Linked DNA regions of Danio rerio: region 2 is linked to region 1. The links are chromatin contacts, called in public Hi-C maps. All regions are on one chromosome and are shown on one strand. Each heading gives the region's core, a stretch centred on a gene start, on an enhancer-like site or on the middle of the called end of the contact. The rest is flanking DNA. Distances are from core to core; before and after follow the strand shown.

Region 1 (5,454 bases), core at 899-3,398:
ACCCATACACACTTACATTCACATACACATACACTACGGCCAATTCAGTTAATCAATTCACCTATGTGGGGACTGTGAGGGAAACCCACACCAACATGGGGAGAACATGCAAACTCCACACAGAAATGTCAACGGGCCCAGCCGGTACTCGAACCAGCGACGTTCTAGCTTGGAGGCAATTGTGCCACTCACTGCACCACTGTGGCACACATAATAACTTTTTTTGGTGGAGAAATATAATAAATTAATAGATGCGGGTCAGGTGTGTTCAGTCATAACAAACCTCATATTAAACTAAACAGTGTAAATGTTCCCATAATTAGCAACTAGTTTAAACTTTTCAAGTGATTTTGGTATGGATTTAGTTTGTTGACTATAATAACTGACATAGACAGGTGAATATATTACATTAATGACAATAGAAATATACACCGGCCACTTTATTAGGTACACCTTACTAGTACCAGGTTGGACCCCTTTTGCCTACAGAACTGCTTTAATCCTTCATGGCAGAGATTCAACAAGCTACTGGAAATATTCCTCAGAGATTTTGCTCCATATTGACATGATAGCATCACACAGTTGCTGCAGATTTGTTGGCTGCACATCCATGATGCCAATCTCCCGTTCCACCACATCACAAAGGCACTCCATTGGATTGAGCTCTGGTGACTGTGGAGGCCATTTGAGTACAGTGAATTCATTGTCATGTACAAGAAACCAGTCTGAGATGATTCACGCTTTATGACATGGTGTTATCCTGCTGCCATCAGAAGATGGAGACACTGTGCTCATAAAGGGATGGACATGGTCAGCAGCAATACTCAGGTATGCTGTGGCGTAGACACGATGCTCAATTGGTATTAATGAGCCCAAAGTGTGCAGAAAATCTCCCCCACACCATTACACCACCACCACCAGCCTGAACCGCTGATACAAGGCAGGATGGATCCATGCTTTCATGTTGTTGACACCAAATTCTGACCCGACCATCTGAATGTGTGAGCAGAAATGGAGACTCATCAGAGCAGGCAACGTTTCTCCAATCTTCTATTGTCCAGTTTTGGTGAGTCTGTGTGAATTGTAGCCTCAGTTTCCTGTTCTTAGCTGACAGGAGCGGCACCCGGTGTGGTCTTCTGCTGCTGTAGCCCATCCGACTCAAGGTTGGGCGTGTTGTGTGTTTAGAGATGCTCTTCTGCAGATCTCGGTTGTAACGAGTGCTTATTTGAGTTACTGTTGCCTTTCTATCAGCTGGAACCAGTCTGGCCATTCTCCTATGACCATCAACAAGGCATTTGCGCCCACAGAACTGCCGCTCTCTGGATATTTTCTCTTACTCAGAGCATTCTCTGTAAACCCTAGAGATGGTTGTGCGTGAAAATCACAGTAGATCAGCAGTTTCTGAATGACTCAGACCAGCCCATCTGGCACCAACAACCATGACACATTCAAAGTCAGTTTGAACTGCAGCAGATCGTCTTGACCATGTCTACATGCCAGAATGCATTAAGTTGCAGCAATGTGATTGGCTGATGAGAAATTTGCGCTAACGAGCAGTTGGACAGGTGTACCTAATAAAGTGGCCGGTGAGTGTATCTATGCTTATTATGTCTAAATTAAAGGACTTATTACATTAACATATTTATACACTTATTAAGCTTAAAACAAAGTTAACTAAACCAAATAACTGGTAGTTTATTAAATAAATAATATATTTATTTTAGTTTTGTTTTTCTGGTAATATTTATTAAAGGAAATGTACTCAGGTAGGTTGTAAAAAGTTTTACATCTACATCTTCATATCCCACAGTAGGATTTATCCGAAAATATCTGTAAAACTGACAATATCATAACAATATCATGTCTTTTTTCCGTGGTGAAATATAATAAATTAATATACGCTGGTCAGGTGTGTCCAATCATAACAAATCTGATGTTTACTCACCTGGTGAAAGCAAAGTACATTATGCTGACGACGGTGAACGTTAGTAAAGTTATGGTGTGCGGTTTGTAGAAGAAGTCAATAGTGATGTCCTCCACTTGCTGCTCGTTTATCATCCTAAAGTGAAGTTTATAATCAGCATCATCTTTACTAAGCATCCTAGAGCCCTGACTGGGCGCCATGCTGGATCACTCACTGCTCTAGCCCAAACACAGCGAACTTCTGCGGCTTGATTCAGTCGCGCCTACAGCCAGGGTTGCCAGATCCTCGCAACAAACGGACAATATGCCACTCCCATACAGGTGAAATAAAAATTATTCACCCTCCTATGATTTTTTTTTTCTTTGAAAAATATTCCCCAAATGATGTTTAACAGAGCAAGGAATTTTTCATAATATTTCCTATAATATTTTTTCTTCTGGAGAAAGTCTTATTTGTTTTGTTTTGGCTAGAATTAAAGCAGTTTTCATTTTTAAAACTATTTTAAGGTCAATATTATTAGCCCCCTTAAGGAATATTTGCTTTGGATAGTCTACAGAACAAACCACTGTTATACAATGACTTGTCTAATTACCCTAACCTGCCAAATTAACCTAGTTAAGCCTTTAAATGTCACTTAAAGCTGAATACTAGTATCCTGAAGAATATCTAGTCAAATACTATCTGCTGTCATCATGGCAAAGATTAAATAATTCAGTTATTAGAAATAATTATTAAAAATATTATGGTTAAAAATGTGTTGGAAACAATCTTCTCTCCGTTAAACAAAAAATATTTATACAGGGGGACTAATATTTCAGGAGGGCTAATAATTTTGTATATAGAGTTAATCATCTAAGATGTGTTAGAAATTGGGGGAAAATATAGTAATTATATTTGTAAATAGTATTTCTGAATTTTTTAGTTATAGAAAAGAAAACCTATAAACTCATTATTTGTATGAAAAGTTACTGTATATTAGTAATTATTATAAATATTCCTTATTAATTAAAGAAATCATCTTTTCTAGACTACAAAAATCCCTAGAATCATGTTCAAAGAAGGCAATTTGTTAATTTCCTCAAAATGTAATTTTTTATTAGTGATATGCATTGCTAAAAACTGGGCAAAGATGAATCACGATTAATCATGACCTAAATGAAGGTTTGTTTTGACATACTGTTTGTTTGTACTGTTTATATGTATATATAAAGCTACACATGCATGCATGTAATAATAATAATAATAATAATAATAATAATAATTCCTTACATTTATATAGCTCTTTTCTGGACACTCAAAGTGCTTTACACATTGGGGGGGGGGGGGGGGGTATTTGCTCATCCACCATCAGTGTGCAGCATCCACCTGGATGACGCAACGGCAACCATATTGCGCTAAACCGCACACCACCCACCAACTGATTGGTGGAGAGGAGACAGTGATGAAGCCAATTATGATATGGGGAGGGTTAGGAGGCCATGATGGACAGAGGCCAGTGGGCAAATTTGGCCAGGATGTCAGGGTTAAACCCCTACATCCTGGAATTATTAACAACCACAGAGAGTCAGGACCTCAGTTTAACGTCTCGTCCGAAAGACGGCGCTCACTGAGCAGTATAGAGTCTCCTTCACTATACTGGGGCATGAGGACCCACACAGACCGCAGGTTGAGCGCCTCCTGCTGGCCTCACTAACATCACTTCTTTAATCCTATATTTGCTTCATATCTCTATCCACCATATCCTTGAGAAATTATTTATATTTAAATATAAAAATTGTATATGATATAAAGTATATATAAATTTTAATATCAATGGCAAAAATTTTGTATAGCTGTATAGTATAATACGCACGCATCTTATGTCAAAACAAACTCATATTTACATGTGACTAATTGCAATTAATCTACCAAAAAATTTTATTTTGAGCAATATATTTTATTAATAATATTAAGTTTTTATTTTCCCCATTGTGGTGTAAATATGCGGATTTGGCAACACAGCTCAACGCCCTGCTTCAGTGCTCCTGATTGGCTGATGAAGGCGTGACGCTGTATGAGTTTCTCCCATTCACAGGGCTCAGATTCAGGATGTTCACTGGAGGGCAGAGAGAAACTAAACCTTGAAGAAAAAACTGAGAGAAGCAACACCTCCATCTGCTGGCGGATATCACACGAGGAAACTGGACATTTGGAGAGAGATCTGATTTCAGATGTTCACTCACTGTCAATGATATCCTCTGTTTGTTTGTTTTTTAGTCCAATCCAAGAATATAGAAAACAAAAAGGACTTTGGTCTAAATCAGTAAACTGGCTATAAAATAAATCAGATTTAGTTTAAGTATGATTAAATTAAATGTATCTGTTCTTTCATTCATTTTCCTTAAGCTTTGGTCTCTTTTACACAGTGGAATGAATTGCCAACTATTTCAGTGTAACCCTGCCAGTCCCACTGCACCCAACCTGCTCCGAGCTGGGACTGTAGCAGCAACCTTCCGCATGGGGGTCAGTTGCTCTACCAAAGAGGCTAAAGATGTTTTAAGCAGCGGATGCCCTTCCAGCCACAACCCAGGACTGGGAAGCACCCATACACACTCACATTCACACACTATGGCCAAGTTACTTCATTAATTCCCCTATAGGGCATGTGTTTGGACTGTGGGGGAAACTGGAACACCCGGAACCACGCCAACACGGGGAGAGCATGCAAACTCCACACAGCCGGAACTTAAACCAGCGACCTTCTTGCTGTGAGGCCACAGTGCTAACCACTGAGACACCGTGTCACCATGTTAATGAAGCACCTGTCAAAAAACAATGCTTTGACATCATTATAACACATTATATCTCCATGTTTCTTCAACACCAAACACTGAGATAATTTCCTTTGACACGCTATGAAGCACAATTACAGGCCTGAATAGTGGATTATTCTCACAACCACACACACACATGCATTTTAATAAATATACATTCATCTGATGTAGATTAAGACTGAAGAAACTTTTTACTTTTTTTCTTTCTTGCTTTCTTTCTTTCTTTTTTTTAATTCAATTTAATTCAATTCAATTCCGTAATTGCTCTATTGGCATGACAAACTGCATCACATTTATAACGTTTACATTAAAAAAAAACATACATATATTAATATATACGTTAAAATAGACAGTAAATATTACTATTACTAAAATAAATAAATAAATGAATAAATAAAATTAAATAAAAAATTAAATCAGAAAATAATAAAATAAAATAAAATAAAACAAAATTAAAATATTTTTTTTCAAAAATATAAATAAAATACAAAAAAAATATATATAAAATACATAAATAAATAATTAAATAAATATAATAATTTAAAAAATAAATAAAATAATATTAATAAAAATCGTTTTCTCTTTTTCTTTCCTTCAATTTAATTCAATTTAATAATTGCTTTATTGGCATGACAAATGTATTGGCAAAGCATTTATAAAGTTTACATTAAAAAAAAGACCATACAGATATACTGAAAAAACATAATAAATGCAGTA
Region 2 (5,454 bases), core at 2,004-4,503, 130 kb after region 1:
TATAGGACTTGGAGACTGAACGACGTGTCCATGGTGTGGATTTTCAGGATTCATCTGATTTGTATATACGTTTTCAGCATCTTGATCACTGTATTCTTCAGTGTCTGATTTATTTTGGTCAGTGTGATAAGAAATGAGTCTCCTTTTTCCAGGCGGTTGTTCTTCTTCCGGATCTTCTCCGTTTATGAAATGAAGAAAGCGCTGATGGTTATTATCACTGGCTGATGTTTCTTCTGAATCTCCATCATCTGATGTGTGAATGATCGAGTCAATTGATGGATCCAAACTGATGGCGTGTTTTCGCTTGGTGCTGGTGTTTGTCTCAGGGTTACAGTCTGAGCAAATACATGGTCATTTAACAGTGTATTATGGCATGATAAGGGTTAAATACTAGATCAGATTTCATAAACATAGAAATCACACTGCATGAAGAATAAATTGACAATTGTAACCAGGACACTTTAAGATACTATAGAAAATTGTGAATGTGTATTACACTATTATTACACTATTATATGTAATTATCATTTTTATTGTGTAATTATAATTTATAATTAAAAGTTTAATAATAAAAATTAAATAAAAAGATGGATGGATGGATGGATGGATGGATGGAATGATAGAAAAATAGACAGGATGGATATATGGATGGATGGATGGATGGATAGAATGACAAACAGACGGATGGATGGATGGATGGATGGATGGATGGATGGATGGAATGGAATAACGTAAATAGAAAGATAGAAAAACAAACAGGGCAGATGAATGGATAGCTAGAATGACAGATGGACAGATGGATAGAACAGTGGAGGGATGAATAGATAGATAGATGGATGGATGGATGGAATGGAATAACGTAAATAGAAAGATCGAAAAACAAACAGGGCAGATGAATGGATAGCTAGAATGACAGATGGATGGATGGATAGAACAGTGGAGGGATGAATAGATGGATGGATGGATGGATGGATGGATGGAATGGTAGAAAAATAGACAGGATGGATATATGGATGAATGGATAGAATGACAAACAGACAGACGGATGGATGGAATGGAATAACAGGTAAATAGAAAAATAGAAAAATAAACAGACAAGAAAAATGAATGGATAGCTAGAATGACAGATAGATGGATGATGGATGGATAGAACAATGGATGAATGAAAAAATAGACGGATGGGTGGATAAAACAGTGGAGGGATAGATAGATGGATGGATGGATGGATGGATGGATGGATGGATGGATGGATGGATGGATGGATGGATGGATGGATGGATGGATGGATGGATGGATGGATGGATGGATGGATAGATAGATAGATAGATAGATAGATAGATAGATAGATAGATAGATAGATAGATAGATAGATAGATAGATGGATAGATGGATGGATGGATAGATGGAGGGATGGATGGAGGAATGGATGGAGGGATGGATGGAATGACAGGTAAATATAAAAATAGACAGGATGGATGGATAGACAGATTGACAAGTAAATAAAACGATAGAAAAATAGACAGACAGGATAGATGGCTGGCTAGAATGATATATGTATGTATGGATGGATGGATAGAACACCAGACAGACAGATGGATGGATGGATAGAACAATGGATGAATGAATAGATAAATTGACAGGTAGATAGACAGACACACATACGGATGGATGGATATAGATAGATGGATGGATGGATGGATGGATGGATGAATGGATATAGACAGACAGACAGACAGACGGATGGATGGATGGACAGATTGACAAGTAAATAAAACAATAGAAAAATAGACAGACAGGATGGATGGATAGAACAATGGATGACTGAATAGACATAATGACAGGTAGATAGACACAGTCAGACAGATGGATGGATGGATGGATAAAGATAGCTGGATGAATGGATGGAAGAAATTACAGGTAAATAAAAAGATAGAAAAATAGACAGAAAGACAGGACAAATGGTTGGATGGATAGCTAGAATGATAGATAGAACGACAGATAGATGGATGATGGATGGATAGATAGAATGACAGGTAGTAAACAGACAGAGATAGATGGATGGAATGGCAGGTAAATAGAATGACAGAAAAATAGACAGGATGGATGGACAGATTCACCAGTAAATAGAACAAAAAATAAGACAGACAGGATGGATGGATAGACAAGTAAATAGAACAATAGAGATATAGACAGACAGACAGAACAGATGGATAGAACAATGGATGAATGGTTAGACAGATAGACAGACAGATAAATACATACATACACACCTCTGGGTTTGGGAGAGAAGAATGTTGATATGGTGCTCTGTCTGGTGACGGGCATGTTGAGTTTGGTCTGAGTGAAGCTCATCAGGGCCACATTGTAGAGTCCTGATCCAGACAGAGGAGATCGGAATCTGGAGGCCGGACGGGTCAGCTGTTTCTGTACAAACACAACATTAATCACAACAAAGTTACAGATTGTGCGAAAGATGCTTATACGTCACCATACTGAAATAAAAGTCTGCAGTAACTCCCAGTTCAAAATGTCCCAGTCGATGAATAAGAGTTATTTTCTTTAAAAAAGTAACATTAAAACTGCAATATTTTTTAACCACAAAAGTTTGCATCCCAGATAAAGAGCATTATGGCATTCATGATTAAGTATAAAGCCTTTTGTTATTACTATTGTCAATCCATTTGCTAGGTTACTCTTCATGGATCATTGAAAGCCCTTTAAAACTAAACTTAACTGTAGTTTGAACCGCAGACCACCATAGAAATCCACTGTACAGAACAAAATACCCAATTTCCCCCCCTAAAACACCTTCACTTCTTTCAGACTGAACACTGGATCATGTTGAATGGCAAATGGGTGAGTAACTGCTATAGCAAACCAGGACAGTCTCATTCTGCAAGTGTTATTTCTTTACGTTACATGTAGTATTATGGACTGTGTGTAACAATAGCACAGATTGTCTGACCTGTTGTTTCTTTTCTTTGAGCTCTTTCGTGTCCAGCCATATTCCGCACTCCTCTTCTCTATTAGCCGCGGGCTTCACTTTACTGCTCCTCACAGACTTCATTCTGTGTTTACAAAGCACACACACGCCCAAATTAACCAGACCAAGGCGAATAATTAAATCTGACGCTTACAGTCTCATAATAAACGACGTAAACAGTCGATATTAGCGTTTATATTGTATTTTTGACAGTTTTTCGAGCTGTTGTTTTCACTGCTTCTTTCTTGTCAAATGATTCCCGCGCGGATTCAAAGACACCGTCGGGTTGCCAAGTATTTGTGAACTATTAGGTATTAGCTCTTTACGAATAACAGATCTGGTCTAAACAATGAACTCTGTTGTTTTTTATTAATATGTATTAAGTTGTATTAACATGTTATTATATCATAATGTACCTATATGCAACTAATTACAATTAGTAAAGTGGAGAGAGTGTGGTATTGAGGGATGGATGAAGGGACCTGGCAACCCTCTCAATGAAAAAGTACTCATAAATGTTAGTTTTATTCTAATATTGAACGTAACAATAAATAATTATTTGATTAATTTCGTGTTTGGAATTACAAATAACTATTTAATTTGCATTCAATAACTATTTGTAATGAATAATAAAAAGCAGGACGTTACGAAATCATCCGGCGACGTCACGTCAGCTTTTGGGTGACGTCAATATAAGGGTGAGTGAGTTGTCTTTTTCCTGGTGCGTTTTTGCTAAAAGCGCCTCTATTGTTTCAGAAATGCGTAGCTTTTTAATCGATACGACGTTATATGTGTGTACAAGATGAGATTAAACGAGAGAAAAGAACATCCTGTGTAGATATACAGCGGAATTCAAGTCAAATCTGAGCTAGCTTTCTGAGCTAGCATCGCTTTTTGTTTGTCAGGAAGTAAACAAAACACAATCGCTTGTTTTAGCTACTAACTTACTGTTAAGATTCAATGTATATCTGGATTCAAACAATCCTTTTAATCTTTAAAATCAATAAAATTAATCACACATGTCTGTTTGTCCCTAAGCTTGAACAGTATTTCCATAGCCACACTGTATGATAACAAAAATAGATCAGTAAATGTTTATTTAATATCATTTATTCATTCTTTTAACTGATAATAATGATAACATAATAATGAGCTTGTTGTTTTATATATATGATTAATTTGTAGGTCATCATGTTTCATGGAATACCTGCATCTGGAGTGATGGGAGGAGGTGAGGCAGAAAATCTCTTTTTAGTCTCATTTATTTTATTTTTTGTCTCGTATTTGATTTTATATCTGCATTTTCCATCTCCATTTAAACAGCTCCTGCCAACAAGCCAGAACTGTATGAGGTAAAATGTTACGTTTTGCACACATACTTTGTAATAACACATTCGTGTGTTGTTATTAGTGGTGCAAAGGATCACAAATCTCACAGTTCAGATCGCATTATGGTTTTTTAGTCATGAATTGGACCATTTTTATTGTATTAGCTGAAAAGTGAAGGAGACAAATGTAATTTGCTTTCCATTTATTACAAAAACAGCACTGCAAGACAGCAGACAGGTTAGCGCACTGACATATGGTGCAGTAGCACTTCAGGGTGTCCCGTGTTCGAATCCTGGCTCAAGGACATTTCCTGACCCTACCCCCTCTCTTTCCCAGTTCTTTTCCTGTCTAAAATACTGACCTATCCTCTCGATAAAGGCAAAAAAGCCAAAACTAAATCTAAAAAAATAAATAACTAAATAAATTGTAAATTGTAAAATATTCAGTACTGTGAAAAATGATACTACTGTACTACTACTGTTGCAGACAACGCTAAATGTAGAAATTTAACATGTACAATTCATATTTATATTTATTCTCATTTTCAATAAATGAAGAGTTCAGATGAAAAAAACTTCTAAGTGCCATCTTAAATTTCCATCGAAAATTAACATTTTTCTCAGCCTCCTTTGATTATGTTGAGATATTTCACTTTAAAGACCAGGAAAGGGACTTTTTCTTTGCCATAAAAGTGATGTTACTAAACATGCATATCAGAGCCTGATTAAAAACTAGAGGTTTTTGCATTTAAACCCTTTAAATGATTCAGTTATTTACTCCTTAAACTTCACGTTTATTGCTGGATGATAATTTTTTGAAGAATTATGCAGCGGCATATGTTTGATAGCTGGTTGTCTCCACCTATTGGTTAATGTAATTGCTGCCTACAACTTTCATTTTTGAGCGTCAGGTTAAATGCATATGACTGTGATATTAATCTTTACCATAAACATCAGTGGTTTGATCTAAACTACAAACTGTTCTCTCAGTACTTCTGTGTTATTGTCTGGTTGTAACTTTATTGCTAACTCAAAAGACTAAAGACTGAATCTCTTAAGATTAATAAACGTATGCAAATCCCTATCATTTATAATTGACGTTGCGTGGGTGTTGAGATCTCGATCTTTAAATGATTAATCGTA

What was found. Hi-C and Micro-C count contacts between places; a contact is called where the count stands out from the background.
Region 2: a Hi-C map of hematopoietic stem cells shows a contact between it and region 1, with 2.6 times the contacts expected there. The contact joins the promoter of aunip here to the promoter of ptdss1b in region 1. A contact is called at or near these places in 2 of 18 Hi-C or Micro-C datasets (embryo and hematopoietic stem cells) and 1 of 4 datasets of contacts at active chromatin or transcription factors (gastrula embryo).

Annotation. Positions count from the first base shown.
Region 1 is chr19:48,979,095-48,984,548 of GRCz12tu, forward strand. It overlaps ptdss1b (phosphatidylserine synthase 1b), which reads right to left and starts at 2,149. Exons shown (of 14, transcript XR_012395268.1): 1 at 1,946-2,149.
Region 2 is chr19:49,111,681-49,117,134 of GRCz12tu, forward strand. It overlaps aunip (aurora kinase A and ninein interacting protein), which reads right to left and starts at 3,254. Exons shown (of 4, transcript XR_012395269.1): 1 at 2,966-3,254; 2 at 2,271-2,424; 3 at 1-335. It overlaps vps28 (VPS28 subunit of ESCRT-I), which reads left to right and starts at 3,672. Exons shown (of 10, transcript NM_200590.1): 1 at 3,672-3,681; 2 at 4,169-4,214; 3 at 4,307-4,335. The coding sequence starts at 4,175.